Regions from separate parts of the Zea mays genome. Here region 1 is linked to region 2. Evidence: chromatin contacts called from public Hi-C data. All regions are on one chromosome and are shown on one strand. The core of a region is the stretch at or near the end of the contact, and the rest is flanking DNA. Distances in the headings are between cores, read along the strand shown.

The links. A called contact is a pair of places that touch in the nucleus more often than the background predicts.
Region 1: a contact with region 2 is called in a Hi-C map of tassel, with 3 times the contacts expected there. The contact joins the promoter of LOC100274871 here to the enhancer-like site in region 2. A contact is called at or near these places in 2 of 25 Hi-C or Micro-C datasets (ear and tassel).

What each region holds. Positions count from the first base shown.
Region 1 is chr10:67,851,710-67,857,932 of Zm-B73-REFERENCE-NAM-5.0, forward strand. LOC100274871 reads left to right here and starts at 4,510. Exons shown (of 11, transcript XM_034059575.1): 1 at 4,510-4,769. LOC100382184 reads right to left here and starts at 2,686. Exons shown (of 4, transcript NM_001174943.1): 1 at 2,428-2,686. The coding sequence starts at 2,660.
Region 2 is chr10:67,268,405-67,275,382 of Zm-B73-REFERENCE-NAM-5.0, forward strand. It overlaps LOC100382158, which reads left to right. Exons shown (of 17, transcript NM_001174918.1): 13 at 1-75; 14 at 534-711; 15 at 1,253-1,333; 16 at 1,479-1,562; 17 at 1,931-2,271. The coding sequence ends at 2,062. Among protein-coding and RNA genes, the nearest start is that of LOC100382158, 12 kb to the left of the region's middle. Within about 2 kb of position 2,972, at least 20 of the 20 cell types and tissues checked have an H3K27ac peak or open chromatin away from gene starts, as enhancers often do. A contact at or near this core is called in ear and tassel, where this site is marked.

The sequences.
Region 1 (6,223 bases), core at 3,260-5,759, 580 kb after region 2:
GCGGTTGTCATTGTTTAATTAACCACTGACTTTGCCAGTTCCCAACAGAACTACTTCATTCTGGAAAATAACAATAGCATACCATCCAGTATTATATGGTACAGTATAGCCCTATTTTCGAAAACAAGCCTACTGTTTTATTTACTAGCAATAATTGAGGATAAATCTTAAGTAGGAAAGTAGTTCCACTGTACCAGCAGGAAGAAAGTACCAACACTTCAAAAGTAAGTAATACGACATTTAATTTAATGGGAATACATCTAAGTTAAACTTAGCATTCAGCACAACCATTTGTTAGTAGAAGCACCCAAAGAAAGTGATTCAGGTCAGGTATTGGTGGGTAGTTGCCATATTCAAATTTTAAATCTAGCTGGTATGAAAATTCAAATATATTGGAAGTGATTTATTTACAATAGTTAATAACTGGTGCAGAAGTATTCCAATACTCTGAGTGGTAAAATTCTTGCCAGGGTATGCAAATGCAAGCAAGCTAATGCTGCCTTACACACTGATGTTTTTGGCATTATCACCACAATGAAGAAATTATGGAAATTTCTTATTTCAAAACTCAAGGAAAATCAATCAAATCCATTGGCTGATTCAGTTGAACCTTTTTTCCTTCTAATTTGCAAAATTGTATGTTTCACTTCGACCTTTTTAGTACTGTTAATGTGCTCTAGCATGTTCATTCTGATTTCAAGTATCATGATGTTGGTTTCTACATAACAAAGTTGGTTGTCAGCACCAAGTTTACTCTACAACAAGCAAAATGGTACATTTGATCAAATTTATACAAGAAATAGAGCAATCACAAGTATCTTACAAAAAGACAACATGTTCAACAAATAAGTGTTGCAGAAATACGTACGTTGTGTTTGATTTGTGGTCATACAAGAAGGGATCAAGTCCTTAATATATGTGATAGGCCAGGTGTAGCACCAATTAAAGAAAAGCTTATCCAACATTGGCTGAGATTATTTGGATGTCCAACGGAGACCTCTAAAGAGTAAAGACACAAGTGCATAGTGGGATCCTAAGACGAGATAGCAATAAGAAAGAAAGAGGAAGACCGAAACTGACATGGGAAGAGGCGGTTAAAGGAGACTTAAAAGGGTGAAACATACCAAAAGATTTAGCTTTGAGTAGGAGTGCATGGAAAACAACTATCCATGTGCCTGAACCTTGTCTTGTGGCTTCTTTTGGGTTTTTAACTTTAGCCTACCCCAACTTGCTTGAGATAAAAGGCTTTGTTGTTGTTGTATATCTATGGACCTTTTCCCAAAATATTTGATAATTGGGAATCGATAGTTAATTTGCTCCATTTAATTACCTATCCCTTTTAAGCCTTTCCCAGTTTTGAACAGCCTACTAGCCACCAGCAGAATATACTCCCACTAACCTATGTACTTCTACATGGACGAAGAAATCAACAATCCTACTCGAGCTAGATGCCATATAGCAGAAAGAAATGCCTAGAGGCCAGAGGGAGCAGCTCCAATATTACAAGTTTGTTTATTCCACACTAGATATAAGCTTCCTTCGAATATGTTCAGGAGCTTACTAGTGATCATTTTTTTCCCAGGGAATACAGTTAGAAGCACAAGCAGTAGTAAAAAAATACTGGTGCTGGCAGAGAAAGAGAAACCAATTAGTAACAGGAATAAATAGATATCAATTTGAAGTGTTCAGTTGGTAAAAAAAACTTGAGAAAGTTAATCAGATGAGTGCCGATGGATGTGATTGATAGTTGCAGAATTCTATTCAAGTCAGTTTGCAATCCCAAAGCAACAGGAAGCAATAGGTAGTATCCTTCAGAAGTGGTGCAGCCACACCAAGGGTTGGTCGAATGGGTTATTATCTTGGATGGATATGAAAATGCAAGCAACAAACTCCAGCCAAGCGTCTAAAGCCCATGGTGTTATTCTCATGTGCTTTATGTTTGTGTATTCTCTACCCAAGTAATACACATAACAAAAACAATTGTTACCGTTAAACTTACCAACAAAATAGAAATTCCGTACAGTATTATTCCAGTTCCACCACCAAGAAAATCGGGCACAGGAATTATACACATGTACATGGCCTACTTCATACCAGTAAGCATGTTCCCAAAAAGATCCCTGAAATTAAGGAAACATAGTTGAATAGCCCCCTTTGTTTTCCTACCTCCTTTCCGCTTTTTTGCAGTACGATCTACTAGCCATCAGCTACAACTACCAGCAGCATCTACCACTAGCCTGCTACTGTGAGACGACAAATCAAAGATTCCTGCTGGACAAACCATAGCACACCTCACAATCGTCACGATACAAGTTCACAAACAGCCAGCAAGCAGAATCGACAACAACAAAAGAAGACAGAATTGCATCGACTGAGATGCGGAGCTAGCAGAAGGAAGCGGAGGATAAAGGAAGGGGGGGTGCTCACGAGATGTGGAGGTGGCGGAAGAGGAGGCCGAGGATGGAGAGCGAGCAGAGGAGGACGAGGAGCACGTCTGCTGCAAGGGACACCGCGCTGGCTCGCCGTACCGCGCAGTGGTAGTAGACCAGCCCCCCACACACCGCGCCAACCGCCCACCGGCCGGCCCCTGTCCCCCCTCCGCCTCCGCCTCCGCTCCCCCTCGCCGCCGCGGAATCGCCGTCGACGCCGGTGGGGTCCATGGGCGCGTCTGGTGCCGTGCCCTGCTTCTTGGACCCCTCTTTCCCACCGTCCTCTTCTAGTCTTCTACTGGATGGGCCGGGCCAAGTCATCGTTAGGCTGTTAGGTTAAGCTTTTTTTAAGGAAATTTTCTAAGAATGTGGTTGGTAAGAGAATCTAACGGTACGTTTGGTTGGAGAGTCAATTAAAATAGAACGGTTCCATTCTAGTTTTTTATAATGGATTCGTTCTATTTTTTGTTTGACAAACATAAAACAGAGTCGCCCTATTTTTTTGTTTGGTTGAAGAGTAAAATAGGGCGGAGCCACTCCGTTCTTTGTTTGGTTGGAGAGACATATGAGTGTAGAGGAGAGAAAAGGAAGAAGAGCGCTCGCATCCGAGAGAGCCCTCGCATCCAATCATTTTGTTGGAGCGGGAGCACTCCAATTATTTATGGTAAATTTTCATATAAAACTTCACTCCTTTTTTGTTAGAAACCAAACATCCAAAAAAACTAGAATAGCGCCGCTCCATTCTTCTCCACTTCTCAACCAAACGCACCCTAAGTATCACGTGGGAACAAGATAAAAAGGGTCGTGTTTAGTTTAGGACGTAGAAAGTAACTGTTTCCTGTTTCCTCAACGGGTCATAATTTTATGTTCACGTTGATTTTAGATGGTTTTGATCAAAGCGATTTTTATAAAAAAAACGGGCGGGCTGACACGTCTACGACTACGGTATTTTTAGAAATTTCTTTAACCAGTTAGTACTTATTAGCTAACTAGCAGTCCAATATTCACTAATTTAAACTATATATATGTTCTTTTTTTTATCTAACTTGTGACTAGTCCTGGGCCGGTCCTGAGGGCGGGCAACCGGAGCGGCCGCACCGGGCCCCAAAATTCCAGGGGCCCCACCCAGCTATACATACAGTGTATATACGTCAGGGAGTGCAAGGGCGATTACTTGATGTTAATCCAAGAGCTTTATATATGCCATGTGCTTGTCATAGTCTTAATCTTACACTTTATGACATGGCTAAATCTTGTGAGAAAGTTGCTACGTTCTTTGGAATTGTGCAAGCTGAGAAGGCCTTTGAAGTTAACTATTTCTTAGTTGTTGTTGATATGGCAAACAGCTCACTGAAAAATAGATTTGAAGAACTCCAGACATTCAAGAGTATATTTGGGGTTTTATTAAGCTCGACAACATTGAAGTCGCTATGGAGATCTTTGAGTATATTCGGAAAATGGATTCGTATCCAAATATTTCAATCGCTTACCAGATATTATTTACTGTGCCTGTAACTGTTGCATCAGCTGAGAGAAGCTTTTCAAAGTTGAAATTGTTGAAGAACTATTTAAGGTCAACAATGTCTCAAGAACGGCTCAACGGATTGACCACTTTATGTATTAAGAAGAAATTATTGGACAAGGTTGATAGCAACACTATTATCAACGACTTCACATAAGAAATGTTAGAAGAAAATTTTGAGGTAATATGTAAACATATTTGAATTTATTTTGATATATTTGAGTTTTTTATCATATAAAAATTTGTCGATGTACTTAGAAGAAAGTAAAAATTATAGATGAAGCTTTAAAGGCCTCAATTTTTGGTTTCGTCCCGGGTCCCTGAAATCTCAGGACCGGCCCTGAGTCCTAGCTCACCCAGGCTGACACGTCTACGACCACGGTTTGTGAACAGAGCGGGAACCAAAGCAACAGAGAGTTGTCAACGTGCGCGCCGGCGCAGAATACGTCTACGAGAGTGAATCTACGGGCTACGGTGATTGAGGCTGCGGAACAAGTGCGTGCGTGTGTCTGTGTGTGTGGGGGGAAGAAAGAAGAGGGTCTCCTCCCCGTCTTCTCCGCCGAACGCAAAGCAGAGGCCACGCATGCAGAAAGAAAGAAAGAAACAAAGAAACACTTCTCCATTGCGGCAATTACCTGGTTCCCAGTCCCACGAACGCCCGCGCTCCTCCACCTCCACTCGCTCCCCCAGCCCCCCGTCCCCGCCGCGCGCACAGATCCTGCGCCGCTTCATCGCATCGCATGCGTTTCCCCCGGGTTCCCGGCCGGTGGTGGCTTCTCGGATCGCCGCACCTCGCCGGCTTTCCCCACCCGTAGCAGGTACGGACATTTCCCGTTTGTCGTGCGCCGTGGTTTTTTGCTTCGCGTCCATGGAGGGAGCCGGTGCCGGTCCGATGTGGTGGTGGGATTGCATTGCGCTGGACGAGACGATCGACCGCGTCCGCGTGTTGGTCTGGCTGGGCTCTTCGTTTCCGTGTTGCTCTGCCCGCTCTGCTCTGCTCCTGCGCCGCGTCCTCAGATCGCTGGGCGTGGAATGGAATCTGGGTGAATTGTGTTGGCCACATGCACGACGCTTCTTACTCTTGTCCCTTAATTTCGTAGCCACTTCGATCGAGTACCTGGGATCATAATAATAAAAATAATAATGGTTCCTTTTTGCTGGTAATAAAGTGCTTCATCGCGCTGCAAACATGCAAACTCAAAGACTTATGATCCGGCCTGCACTCGCTGCGTCGGCACGAGTGCCAGATCGATCGGCCTTCTCAGTCACGGCGTGGGCGACCTGGTTCTTGCTGCCACAGTCTTCAGCACGATGGGGGTAAGGAGGCCAACCGAGAACAGAGTGGGAGGCAATGGGATGACACGCGGAGCTGGTGGCCCCTTTTTGCAATGTTTTAGCTCGTTAGAGCGAGTATATAATAACAGACCATAAGTAAGCTAAATGCTGAGTGAGTTGGAAGGAAGAGAGAACGGGACTAAGAAGTAGGTCATACATTAATAATGAAGAGCTAACTATTATAGACATGAAAACCAAAAAAGAAACCTTGTTAGAGATACAAGTATACATTAATAACGAAGAGCTAATTATTATACAGGTGGACTAAGAAGTTCTAAAGATCCTTATAGATAGCAATCGACTATATATATCATCCTTGCTCCTCTTACACACCGTTTGGATGTAGATATTGGTGCACAGAAATCAGGAATTGGAAATTAGCTTCCCTAAATTTTATTATTTGGTTGCATACGGAAATTGAGATTTGGAACTAGAGAGCCAATTTCGTGGTATTGGACTGTGACTATAAACTCCCTTCCCCCAATACAGATCATCATCCCTCTGTATCACGTGGAATTAGGCCACCCAATTCCAAACTTCATTACAGTGACATCCAAGCAATAAAATTGGAATTGTATCTTCAACACCATAGTTGATTTGGTATTGAACTCGATTCAATTCTATATTCAATTCTATGCCCTCCAACATCGACAACATTAGGGAGCATGAGATTGGGCATTAACTTATATGAGAGCTTCCATGGCGGTGTCATCTATCGCTAATGCTCTTCCTCATGGTCATGGGGGTGCGTTAACCTCCGTATTCAGCGTGTGGATACAAGACCATATTCAAACATTGGTTCTCTGCTCCATCACTTAGGCTGACTGTAGCAGATTGAGTCAAATAGAGGATTTGCACTGTAGATTACACTATTTTACAGAGTGAAGTTTCAAATAAGAGATGAGATAGATGACAAGATATGATAGCTGTTGGAGAT
Region 2 (6,978 bases), core at 1,722-4,221:
AAAAGATGAAATAGACCAATGCATTAGGGGAGCTACTGAATTCATCGAGAAGTTGCAGAATGATGATGGCTCATGGTCAGTTCTTTAATACATGACCATAGTAAGGTTTAAATTTCGCGCATTTAGTCCTTATTGGATCGCTTGAAGTTTTGACACTATCAAATCTAAATCTACAGAATAACTCTCAGGATAGCTCAGCAGAACTGAAGTACGTAGTCCCGATTAGAATACAGTCAATATCTTCATTGAGATGATAGCTATGTTATCAACTTACCATGATATGCAGACTTCAAAATACTCAGAAGAGAAACAAGAAAGTCAGTCAAAATACTTTCCTACTGCAGCAAAAGTCATATAGCATAGGTTGCTAACCAGAATACCAAAAGGTGCAACCTTTAATACAGAAAACAAAACTAGACAAGTTCATGGTTAAATAAACCCACTGGCATGCTGTGCAGTAGATATTAAAACATAGTAGAAATCCATAGAACATTGAGAAAATGTATAATCAATGATCAATAACTGTTTTACAGGTTTGGATCTTGGGGTATTTGTTTCACATATGGCACATGGTTTGCTATTGAGGGTCTATCAGCTGTTGGGCAGAGTTATGGTAACAGCACTTGTATCCAGAAGGCCTGCAAGTTTCTCTTAGCAAAGCAGCTAAAGAATGGTGGATGGGGTGAGAGTCATCTTTCATCTACAACCAAGGTAACCATTTCCGGTATGCTTTTGCAACGTAGATGGACTGCATCTTTCATCAAGAACCAAGCTAAAGAATGTTTTACAGTAAGCAACACATCCAGACAATGGAAGCATGCTTTGATCCTGTTTATGTTTAAATTATAGACAAAAAGTACAGAAATCTGCATGAATTCGTAACCAGATAGTAATTCATTAGGAACATGAAGCATTGAGAGGAAACAAGTAACCTGGCTCAGCCTTATTTAGAGAAAGTGAAACAAGCAATAAAGTAAATAAACTTTACGTTGGAAAAAAAAACCGTTGCAATTGCATGGCAAGAAGAGCATGAGTCATACTCATACATAATATGTTTCAATAATTCCATATGTACCTCAATAATGGAACATGCAGGCTGAATATTTGCTGGTTGGAAAACATTATGCATCTTTTGCTTTCACAAAGTTTACAGTGCACCTGTATTAACGCTGAAGATTTTTGTCTCAGAATCTGTCTTGCCTTGCCGCATTTTCAATCCATGAGACTGAGCACATATTCAAATTATGAACAGGCATACACAAATCTGGATAAGGAGAAGTCACACATAGTGAACACTGCGTGGGCAATGTTGGCGCTCATGAAAGCTGGACAGGTGATTACTTGATTTAACACTAGAAAATATTTAGCGGCCAATTGGAGCAGAGCATATTTAACATCAGAATAAATCAACCAACCTGCTTATCTATTTAACCTTATGAAGCATTAGAGTGATTTCAAACTTTTCTTCTAAGTTCCAGGCGGAAAGAGATCCCACTCCACTTCACAAAGCTGCACGGCTTATCATGAGTATGCAGCTCAGCAATGGCGACTTCCCACAGGAGGTGACTCCTAACTTCCTAAGTGTGCTCTGTATTATACAATGCACTTTTTAATCCTGACATTCCCTGTTACAATAAAGATGTTAAGCATAATGAAGCAATAAAGATGTTCCATCAATAGATGTGAGCGACCTTTTGCTTGAGAAACGACGATAGGTTTTGACCTTCAAAGTACCCTCACAGGAACTTAGATAGAAGAATACCTCTCTGAATGGTTCTGGACTGCAGAAAACCTGAGTTGTTCCCACATAATTATTGGAAAGTATACACAGGATGACTTCAAACTGTTTTTAAAATAAAATGACTTAAATCGCCTTCATCCTAAGATAAGATCTATTGTTGCTACTAACAGTTTCTTTATTGTTCTGTAGGAAATGATCGGAAGTTTCTTGAAAAATGGCCCCTTGTGTTACATGGCTTATCGCAACATATTTCCTATATGGGCGCTTGGAGAGTATCAGAAATTAGTCCTCCAGTGTGACCTCCAATGGCCAACCTTCTAGCCCAAAAGCAAGATACAGTTCCATCTGCTGGCAGTGCTACTTTGCATAATTTGGTAGCTGTGGTGCCATCTTGATTTGTCGAAAAGAATTGGAAGGTTTCATATGACTTCAAGTAAAACAGAAGTGCGAATAGTACAGCGTAATCATGGTGGTGTGAATATCTGAAGTTAGAACAAAGATCTACACCCATAATTTGTTGCATTATTTTTGACACCCACGTTCTTCAGGTCTTATGTACAGGAGTGTAAAGCCCAAAATTGGTAGAAAAAGAAATGAATAATAAAATAAATAGATATATTTATGATAGTATTTCTAAGATTTTTTTAAAAAAAGAAAGAAGCCCTTGGAGAATTTACTAGGACCTTTCCTATTCATAATCAATTAGTAATGTCAATCTAGTTAAATAGCCACTAAATAAATAATGTGGTGATACACCCTATTAAAATGAGGTATCATAATTTAAATCTGACCTCAAAATTTTAAATGAAAACATAAAAGAGAAAATGAGGAAATAAATTGTGATTAAATCATTTATTACTAGAATTATATAATGGGAAGGAAAATAAATAATAATATGGAAATAGTAATGTTTATATTCATGATTGGATCATATTTGATATGGGGAAATCTGAATTTAAAATAGGAATTAGAATTTGAGTTGAATGGTGGGAATTTGAAATAGAAATTTGAAAATGTGAAAGAAATTAAAATAGAAAAGAGAAGAAAATGATCAAACTAGGTGCCTGGGCCGATTTCCTTCCGCGCGGCCCATCTCCTTATCCTCTTTTCCACCCGCGCGGCCCACTTCCAAATTTTCCCCGCTCTCGCAGCCGTCCGCGCGTCCGCGCTGTGGTGTCGCTGTCGGGCGGGCCCCACTGACCAATCACTCGGCCGCATGCGCCAGCCGCATCACCACGCCACTGGTCCCGCTTTCGCTGACGGGTGGGCCCGCGTCACCAGGGGGCTTCCTCTTCCTTGGGCTGTTGCGCGCTGCTCGCCGTGAGCTTCGGGATTCCGTTGGGATCACCCTGCTCGCCCTTATAAAGTCGACCGCCGCATCAGCGAGCACCTCCCGCATCTGCCTGTTCTAGGGTAGTCAAACACGAGCACCCTCAGTGGCAACGCGAGATCCGGGAAGGCGCACAACGAATCCTCCATTGACGACCGGGCGTTGCGTCGTCACCTTGGTCATGGAGTTTTGCTCGGAACCTTCGCCACAGCATCGGGGTGCGTTGGTGGCAGTGGGTAGTGCGGGGAGTCATCGCCGCGCCAACAATTCCTCGTCGTCGTCCCGCTCGGCCGCGAACCCGCCCAACGACGACACCAGGGAGTTCGACTGAAATCTGCACGGTGAGAACATCGTTGTGTCATTTGCCTTTATGTCAGCTACGTGTAGAGCCTTGCGGGGTAGGGATTGGGGCTCTGGCGTGTCAAAATAGTGTTTCTCCGGCGAGGCCTCGCCATAATGGCTGGCGGCGCCGCCGCCTGGTAGCGGCGTGAGGAAGAGAATGTGCCGGGGCGTTGATCTTGTTATCGACAGCTCCACATAGATGATAGTGTGGTATGCGCGTGGCCGTTTGATCTCACGCGTGCGGCTTAGATTAAATCCCAGGGATACCCTTTCGGTGGTATAATCGGCACCGTAGATCAACGATCCGATGGCCGAGGTGTTGTACCGGTTTGTTGATCTAATCGTAGCCCTTGATGCAAGATCCATCGGCTGTGGCTCCAAGATACCCCTTCGGCTAGGTGGTTTTGCAAAAGAGCCCTCCGTTTTCTGAAAAATAAACCCGCTGTCCACCCTAATGCTGTTAGTATTACAGATCGGCCCAGAACTTTATGAGTTAGACCCTAGGCTTCTGGAAAATTGTGAGCGCAGTCCAGAACCCATAGGAAATTCAGGATTAAATAAGGAAAATAGGATTTTAGTATAAAAATAAATCTTGAAACTTGTTTAATTCATATTTAATTCATTTTAACTCTAAATTGATCCATTCCAATTGCATTAGATCCATAAAAATATTGTTTATCCCCTGGTAGCTTTATTTTGTTATAAAATCTAAATTAAAATTATGTACTTAATATCTTTTGTACCTGACTCCTAAATCTTTAGAAAATCATAACTTTATAACCGTAGCTCCAAATTTAGTGATTCTCGAACCTATGATCTCGTGGCGACGCGTAGATTATTATTATGTATCATGTGCTTATGTTTGGTGTGATGTTAATTTTGCCTATACGATGTTTGTTTGTATTGCTACGACTAGTGCGAGGTCACGAGTCACTTGAAGAGCAAGTTGGTATTTGTAATCTCGAGTCCCAGGCAAGTTGTGTCCTTGACCACTCCTTTTTCCCTAATAATATTCACTATTAATCAATGTGACATGCTCAAGTTAATTTGATGGGACCTAATAGGTTTCCCTAGCATTGTTTATCCCTCACCTTGCAGATAGATGAATTATTGGGTAGATTTCCTATTGCTCTACCTTGTTTTGGAAAACTAATGTTTCATTACAATCATGTTCCAATTATGTTGTTGTTTAATTATTGTTCATGATAAGATCATATTGTTAATTGGAACATGGAGAACCACCCGGAAAAACAGTGCCCTTGGCTGACTAATTAGGACAGCTAGTGGAGGACTACCTTACCCGAAAGGGGCAAGGGCAGTAGGGGAGTGGTCAGTGTAGTGAGGTCCTTGGGTTGATTTTGTTGCGATGGCGGTCAAGCGATGGATCCTGCATTGGAGCTTCCTAGAAATTGTAGAGGGTTTTCTGAAGCTAGTGGAACTTTGTAAAGGCCTCGTAGTGTTACCCTGCCTCGCCTCTTTGGTAGAGGTGTATGAGATTCATGACCCCTTGGCAGATGTGTAACATGACTTGTGGGTAAAGATGTGCAACCTCTGCAGAGTGTAAAACTGGTATATCAGCTGTGCTCACGGTCATGAGCAGCTCAGACACTCACATGATTAACTTATTGAATTAAACTTAATTTGTCATATGCATTGCATTGTGGGTGTTGTTATCAATTTTGATCTACTACTTATTTGGGTTGGTATCTACTTATACTTAGTAATTGCTAATAAATTTTGACCAACTTTAAAAGCAATGCTCAGCTTTAACCATCCTCTTTGGTATGCTTTACACTTCACATGAGCTCTCACCTTTGGTGAGTTCATGCACATTATTCCCCACAACTTGTTGAGCGAGAAACATATGTGAGCTCACCCTTGCTGTCTCACACCCCCACAGGTCAAGAACAGGTACCGCAGGATGAGGCGCATGGAGGATGTTGTGAAGAGTTCGTGAGAGGTCTAGGCCATCGCCTCCCAGTCAACTTTGGGTTGCTAGATCATTGTCTCCATATGATGTAATTATTTATTTATTTTGTACAGAACTCCGTTATATAATAATGGCGTGACATTCATTTTTGTACCATGAGTCATCATATGAGTAAGACTTGGTCCTAGCACACCTGATGATTAAGTTCGCGTCCGGGTCTTGGTGCCCTCGAAACCCGGGTGTGATAGAAGTGGTATCAGAGGAATGCTGACTGTAGAACAAAACCTATATAGAACTAGATAACCCTTACTTACTTACCTTTGCTACTCTGATTCTTTCTAAACTTTCCTTAATCTTTTGTCATCCACTGCTGCTTTACTCTGATTACTCTTACCTTTTCACTCTAAAGACAAAATTGGATTTCACACTTTGAAATCTTGTACCTAAAGTGACTTTTAGGAATAGGAGACCTAATCTTAGGAACAAAAAAACTATTTTTTATAGGTATCTATGTACTTAAATGTTTGTTCTTATGATACTTGTCTGATTTGGATCTTTGATTGAGTGTGATGAGTTGTGGAGTAATGTCCACAATTGCATCTGCATACACATAGGCAAAAAATGTTTATAAAATAGTTAGACAACCTATATTATCTCTCCATTAGAATACAACTAGTATCACATATCTATCTCATCTTGACAGATTCTATCTTACCTTTGGACATTCACCTTATACGACTAGTTATCCCAATCCTGACATAAAACAACAGATCAAGCCCTGCCAAAGAATCTTCAGTTCATAACCAGCTACTAGCCTATCTGTTCTACCTACCAATTAATTTCCCTTGCAAAACTACCCAATAATTCATGTGCTTGCACCCCAGCAGGACTTGTTGCTCCTAATACATCCACCAAGAGATCATGCTTCAAGTGTGGACAGTCTGGACACTACGCCAACTACTGTCCCAACAGGGCCGCTTACACTACTCCAGCTCCGATGAAACATGGTCAAGCCTCAGGAGGCAAGAGTCAGCCCTTATCTGTCAACCGGGTGCAAGCCAACCATGCAAAAGTAGAAGCTAAACCTGGTGAACCTGACAACCAAGAAGTACTGATTGAAGATGAAGAAGTTGGTGAAGAAGTCAACGAGCAGCAAGATTAGAGCATATATAAACATAAATATAGATATAGATATATATTTAAGTAGTATTTGTAAAGACCTAAATATTACTTTAGTTAGTAGCTAGTATTTTACTATCTTAGGAGTAATAATAAGGTCTATTTGACCATATGTTTTGCTAATAAGTTATGCATCATGTTGAGTTTCTTTTTTGTGTATATGTTCTGAGACAATATGGGTATACATCATTTTTCTTACAAATCTCGAGGACGAGATTTCTGGTAAGGGGGTAGGATTTGTAAAGCCCAAAATTGGTAGAAAAAGAAATGAATAATAAAATAAATAGATATATTTATGATAGTATTTCTAAGATTTTTTTTAAAAAAGAAAGAAGCCCTTAGAGAATTTACTAGGACCTTTCATATTCATAATCAATTAATAATGTCAATCTAGTTAAATAGCCACTAAATAGATCATGTGGTGATACACCCTATTAAAATGAGGTATCATAATTT